Regions from separate parts of the Sus scrofa genome. Here region 1 is linked to region 2. A link is a contact called in public HiChIP or PLAC-seq data. All regions are on one chromosome and are shown on one strand. The core of a region is the stretch at or near the end of the contact, and the rest is flanking DNA. Distances in the headings are between cores, read along the strand shown. Region 1 overlaps KLHL26 (kelch-like protein 26). Region 2 overlaps UPF1 (regulator of nonsense transcripts 1).

Region 1 (2,700 bases), core at 117-2,616, 190 kb after region 2:
TAGATGGCTGGATGACTGAGGGGCTGGGTGGGTGGATGATAGATGCATGGATGGACAATGGGTGATTGGGTAGATGGATGGATGAACGGACAGAGGGATAGAGGGATAGATAGAAGCATGGTTGGATGGATGAAGAGGTGGATGGAGGAGTGAGGTGGCAGGTGGATGGCTGCAAGGTGGCAGCAGTGGCCGGGGCCTGACTCCTACCTCTGCTTGCTGCTGGTACCTGCTCTGTTACCCGCTCCACGTGGCCCCCTGGTCCAAGTCCTGGGACGGGGTATGATATCCTTTGACTGGGCTCAACCAGGAAGCCCTTGGCAGGCTCCTCTCTAGGATGTCTGGCCTCACCACTCTGCTCATGTGTTCCCCACGCTGAAGGGCCAACTCCTTCTGACCCCTCACCACTCCAGTGTTAAAACCACTGTGGGGTTAACACTTCTCCAGCCCCCGCCCCCTCCCTGCAGTGCACATGGGCTTCCTTCCCCGGAAAGGGGGGTGAGGAAGGCTTGCTGGTTGATCTGTGGGCGAATGGTTGGTGACCAGACTCAGCCTGCACACCGCCTGCCTTTATCGAGGCAGCCACTGCCTCCCTGTGAAAGGTCAGCAAGCTACACATGCCCCCTACTGTGAAAGTCCAGCAACTCTAAATGCTAAAATGCTGGAAGCATGCCTAAGGCTGGAGTTGCAGGGCAGCCCAATGCCACCAGCCAAGGCACAGCAAACACCACCCAGAGTTTCTGCAAGTGGAGCATAAACACTTGTGTGTTCCCAGCCTCCCTGCCTTATGGAACCACGAGCTGCTGTTCCCCCTCACATGACAGAGGAGTGGAGAAAAGAGAGAAAGTGAAGCCCTCCTGGGATGGACCAGACTTCACCGAGGCGAGCACATGGTTATGCCTTTAACTACAGTCCTGGAAGTTCTCCAAGTGGAGGCTGCAGTGGGGCTGCCCTCCATGACTGTTGCTTCACTGGCATTTTGTCACACACACCCCCAAACCCCGCCTCTGGAGGCTCTGGAGAATGCTCCATTCTCAATAGGATCACAGAAGACTCTGGGTGATCACATCTCCCCACTGCTGCTTTCCCCGGCTGCGGCTGCTTCAAATTCTAACATCCCTTTGAGAGGAGAGCTCTCCGGATATCCAGCCCAGCCCAGCCCAGCCCGCTCCCCACTCGAATCCTGTCTTTGACCCCGGTGGAATTTCACAGTTGTGGCGTCAGAAAAGCGGCTTCGGCCTTATCCTCGATCCTCGGGTGACCCCCCCTTGAGGCCTTTAAAAGCCCAAAGGTCCACCCCTCAAGACTTCCTCCAGGCTGAGCGTCTTCAATTCCGGAAGCTGCTTCCCTCACAGGAAAGGTCTGCGATTCCCCAAAGGTGCCGGTTACTTCCTCCGAATCACAATATTTTCAGTGTGCGGCGAGGTGGTCCACGGGAAGGGATCAGCCGCTGGGCTTCTCAGCGAGGGGTCTGAAATCACGCTGGATGCGCCCCAAAACCCTCTGCAGAGGAATGCTAGCCGACAGCTCTCAGAGGCAGGGGGAACAAGTTTTGTGAATCCTGAGCAGCCCTCTCTGGAGGGAATTGGGGGGAAAGGGGCGGAGGGAGGAGGCAGGGACCGGAGACTCGGGGTGAACAAGTGTTAAGAGCCCGTCTGCACAGCTGCAGAGCGGCTACCACAGGAGGAGGGCCGGTGGACCGTGGTGGGGACCCAACAGGCCCCAGCCCCCACTTCCCTCTACAGGCAGCTGGACAGAGAGAGCGGCTGGCTGCTTCCCGTCTTCGACATGGAGCTAAGATCCTGTCCGGAACGAAACGAAGCACATGCAAAAGGGTACGGCTCACTGGCTTCTCTCTGATAGGGCTGATTCACTGACAACATGCCTGTGAGTTTCTGTTTCTCAACCCGGGCCCTGTCATTAACTAAAATCAGGAGGAGGGTGACCCCTGCTCTGCCAGCCACGGAGGACTGTTCCAGAAGCCCCCACCCCCACCCCCCGGTCAGGCCAGCTCCTCTTACAAACCCATCCCAGGCTGTATGTGGAATAGCTGCTAGATTGTATCAGAGCTTCCACGGTGAAGCCCTGCCCTCAGGGAATACATATTCTAGGGGATACGGGTCCTTAAGAACACAGAATGTGGAGTTCCCACTGTGGCTCAATGGGATCGGCAGCGTCTCTACAGCACAAGGACGCAGACTCAAACCCCAGCCCAGCACAGTGGGTTAAAGGATCCAGCGTTGCTACAGCCGCAGCATAGGTTGAAACTTTAGCTCAGATCTGATCCCTGACCTGGGAACTCCGTATGCCGCAGGGCAGCCAAAAAAAGAAAAAATGTACAGGAGCACAAGGCAAAGGACAAAGAGGGGCAGGCAGCAGGGCCCTGGTGCAGAGTGGCCAAGCCCCAAGGAGGCAACACTGGAGTTGTGCAAAGCTCTGGGACAGGTCACTCCAGCAAAGAGAGAGCTGAGTCAAAGGCTCGGAAAGGGCCCCAGCGTGCCGCTGGAGACTGGTGGGCTGTGGAAGCACATGGGCCTGGTAGATGGGCACCTCCTCACCATGGGGACTGAGGGAATCACGTGGAGACGTAAATTTTCTTTTTTTTGGTTGCACTCACGGCATGTGGAAGTTCCCAGGTCAGGGATCGAACCCACACCACAGCTGTGGCAACACTGAATCCTTAACCTGCTGCACCACAGGGGA
Region 2 (2,700 bases), core at 126-2,625:
TAGCCGAGTCTTCTGGGAAGGCGACTGGGGCTGAAAAGGGACCCCACCCTCACCTGCACAGCAGCACCACAACTGAGTCAGCCTTGGCAGGGATGAAGCCGAGGAGGAAGACATTGCGGCAGCCACAGTTATAACACTCCAAAACCGTCTCCCCCAGGGGCCCATCCTTGTGCAGAGTCACCTCTTTGCATTTTGCCCTCACGAGGTGATTTACGATGTGGCTGAAACCAGGAAATGATAAATAGTTAACACCCAAAGTTTGGCTTTTCACCACTTCCAATTTTTGAGCCCCGTTAAAAGTTCCGGTACCGTTCACGGTCCATTAACAGGAACGGTCACACCTCATCCATCTGGCATCCCAGGGGACCAGCCCGCCCCTGAACTGGCTCCCCACTGAGCATAAAAATCAATCCGACTCAAACCATTTTTAAGGAAAACTTCCCTAACACGTTTCACATAGTTCCTGCTTCTCCCCTGCTCTCACCCCTCCCCAGTTCCTGCTTTCTTAAATCCAACTTATCAGGCCTGACTGAATCTATCTCTGGGGCCAAGGCTGCTGTCCTGGAGAGGCAGGAGGCTTGCCCCTCCCACTGCTCCTCTTTGCTCCCTGTAGTTTCTCTGCTGCTCCTTTCAAAATCACTTCTCATGGCCCCTGTGCCTGCTTCCAGGAGCAAAATCCCTTCTCATTGCTGCAGGCCAGGAAACCTGATAACCAAATGTATTAGAAACCTGAGGACAGTAAAAAATATGGAGTGGGGGCAGGGGATGTGGGGTGGTCAGGACTATTTTCCGGAAGCACAGGGCCAGCTCTGAACTGTCTGAAAGCCCTGCCACCTTGGCTCTTTCCTTGCTGCGTGTGGCCAGGGCTCTGCCATCCTTCTCATTTCCAGCTCATGGCTCACCTAAGCCAGGGCCTTACTGAGTTCTCCAGTCACTGAATTCCACCCGCCGTCATGCCAGCCACACTCTGGGGCACCTCAGGCTCTCCCAGCCACCCCTGCCATCTGCGGCCTTGCTGCAGGTTTGTCAGATGCTAAGCATGCCTATGGGGCCTCCAGCCTTCCCTTTGCATCACCTTGGGAAACCCTCCTCCAAGCTACGGCTCAGATGCCAACATCCTAACCCTCTTTGGCCCCAGGAAGACTGTCAGATTATCTAACTAATCATCACTGCTCTCAGTACCTCCAAAGCCCCCCAATTCCCTCTGGAGCCACCACCACTGGCATTCTACCAGAATCAGTGATTTTCTCCTGTTTTTCTATGCTCACCTCACCCCATTACACTGGAAGCTTCCTGAGGACGAGTGGCTACCCCTTCACCCTCACAATCTGACCTTGCACAGAATACACAATACTGGTTGACTGAGGGTTTTCCCTTAGAGGCCCCTTGCTCACTTCCTTGATTTTGGCTCTGCTGACCGGAAGCTGGGGTTGCCAGCTAAGACAAGTTTTATTTAATTGCTTTTCCTGCAGAAGAGGAACTAACGCAAACAGAGTCACACTTACATTACCCAGAACATTCAGAAGACAGGATGCCAGTCTCTTCTGATTACTGTGAAGATGCTCTTCCTTTCCAATCTCTAAAGAAAACCAGCCCCCTTTCTTGCTTCACTCAGAACCCCACCACTAACTCCAAGGTGGCACAAGATCTGACTATCCTGTGTCCTCAGGCCACATGATGGTGAACCCTGGTCCACAGCTGCCAAAGCACAGGAAGAGTAGGGGCTCTGTACAAATAAACCTGCCTATGAATTCGGTCACTTTATTTCTCTAAAACACGAACCTCAGAGGAAGGTGACACCTTCCCTTTCCCCGAGGCATATGGAGGTTCCCAAGCTAGGGGTTGAATTGAAGCTGCAGCTACCAGCCTATGCCACAGCAACTCGGGATCCAAACTGTGTCTGTGACATAAAGCACAGCTCATGACAATGCCAGATCCTTAACTGACTGACTGAGTCCAGGAATCAAACCCTCATCCTCATGGATACTAGTCAGGTTCATTACTGCTGAGACACGACGGGAACTCCAAAGATGACTCTTGCTGGCAATTTGGAGCCTTGTCCCAAAGATATTCTGCTTTGCTTCTCTACGGCAATGGAATGAGTCGCTGCATATCATGGCAACCCTGAAGGAGCCACTAGGGCCAGACCCATGTCAGCAGTGGGGGCTGAGGAGTCCCACTTGAGCTTAGACAAACGGACTCTCCCCTGGAGTCCGAGTACCCGCACAATGCTGGTCTCACCCCAAACACAAAACAAGGGACCCAGTCACAGCTGCTGCTGATCAACAGCAGGAAGGGAAGCCCAGAGTCAACGGTCAAGTGAACTTAATTTAATCTGATGATTCAGGATCTGGCCCATATTAGCCTCAGGACTGCTCCGATGAGCTAAGGCCAGAGGGAGCCTCCTCAGGAAGCGGCTCCCATGGATGCCCATTAGTGTCTTGGGAACATCCTCCCCAGGCACCCAGTAATGAAGATGAATAGGCATGCCAGGAGCTCATCTTGCAGAAAAATATAAATAAAAACTGGGAACGAGAATTAAGCCAACCCTACTTGCATAATAAAAAGAACCGCAGAGAATAAATCAAGGGTAAATACATTAAAGCATTCACACACCACCATCTGTTTCAAGTTAAACCGGTCACAGAGGAGGGGAAAAAACCAGGTTTGTTAGCGTGATTTTATATTGTGCTTTGCTTC

What was found. HiChIP or PLAC-seq counts read pairs in DNA pulled down with a chosen protein or histone mark.
Region 1: an H3K27ac HiChIP or PLAC-seq map of alveolar macrophages shows a contact between it and region 2. The contact joins two enhancer-like sites. A contact is called at or near these places in 2 of 47 Hi-C or Micro-C datasets (embryonic fibroblasts and epiblast stem cells) and 1 of 2 datasets of contacts at active chromatin or transcription factors (alveolar macrophages).

The regions. Positions count from the first base shown.
Region 1 is chr2:59,182,710-59,185,409 of Sscrofa11.1, forward strand. All of the region lies in intron 1 of KLHL26 (kelch-like protein 26), which reads right to left. Among named protein-coding and RNA genes, the nearest start is that of KLHL26, 9.9 kb to the right of the region's middle. Within about 2 kb of position 1,367, at least 27 of the 83 cell types and tissues checked have an H3K27ac peak or open chromatin away from gene starts, as enhancers often do. A contact at or near this core is called in alveolar macrophages, where this site is marked.
Region 2 is chr2:58,993,581-58,996,280 of Sscrofa11.1, forward strand. It overlaps UPF1 (regulator of nonsense transcripts 1), which reads right to left. Exons shown (of 24, transcript XM_021083471.1): 4 at 54-221. Among named protein-coding and RNA genes, the nearest start is that of UPF1, 19 kb to the right of the region's middle. Within about 2 kb of position 1,376, at least 6 of the 83 cell types and tissues checked have an H3K27ac peak or open chromatin away from gene starts, as enhancers often do. A contact at or near this core is called in alveolar macrophages, where this site is marked.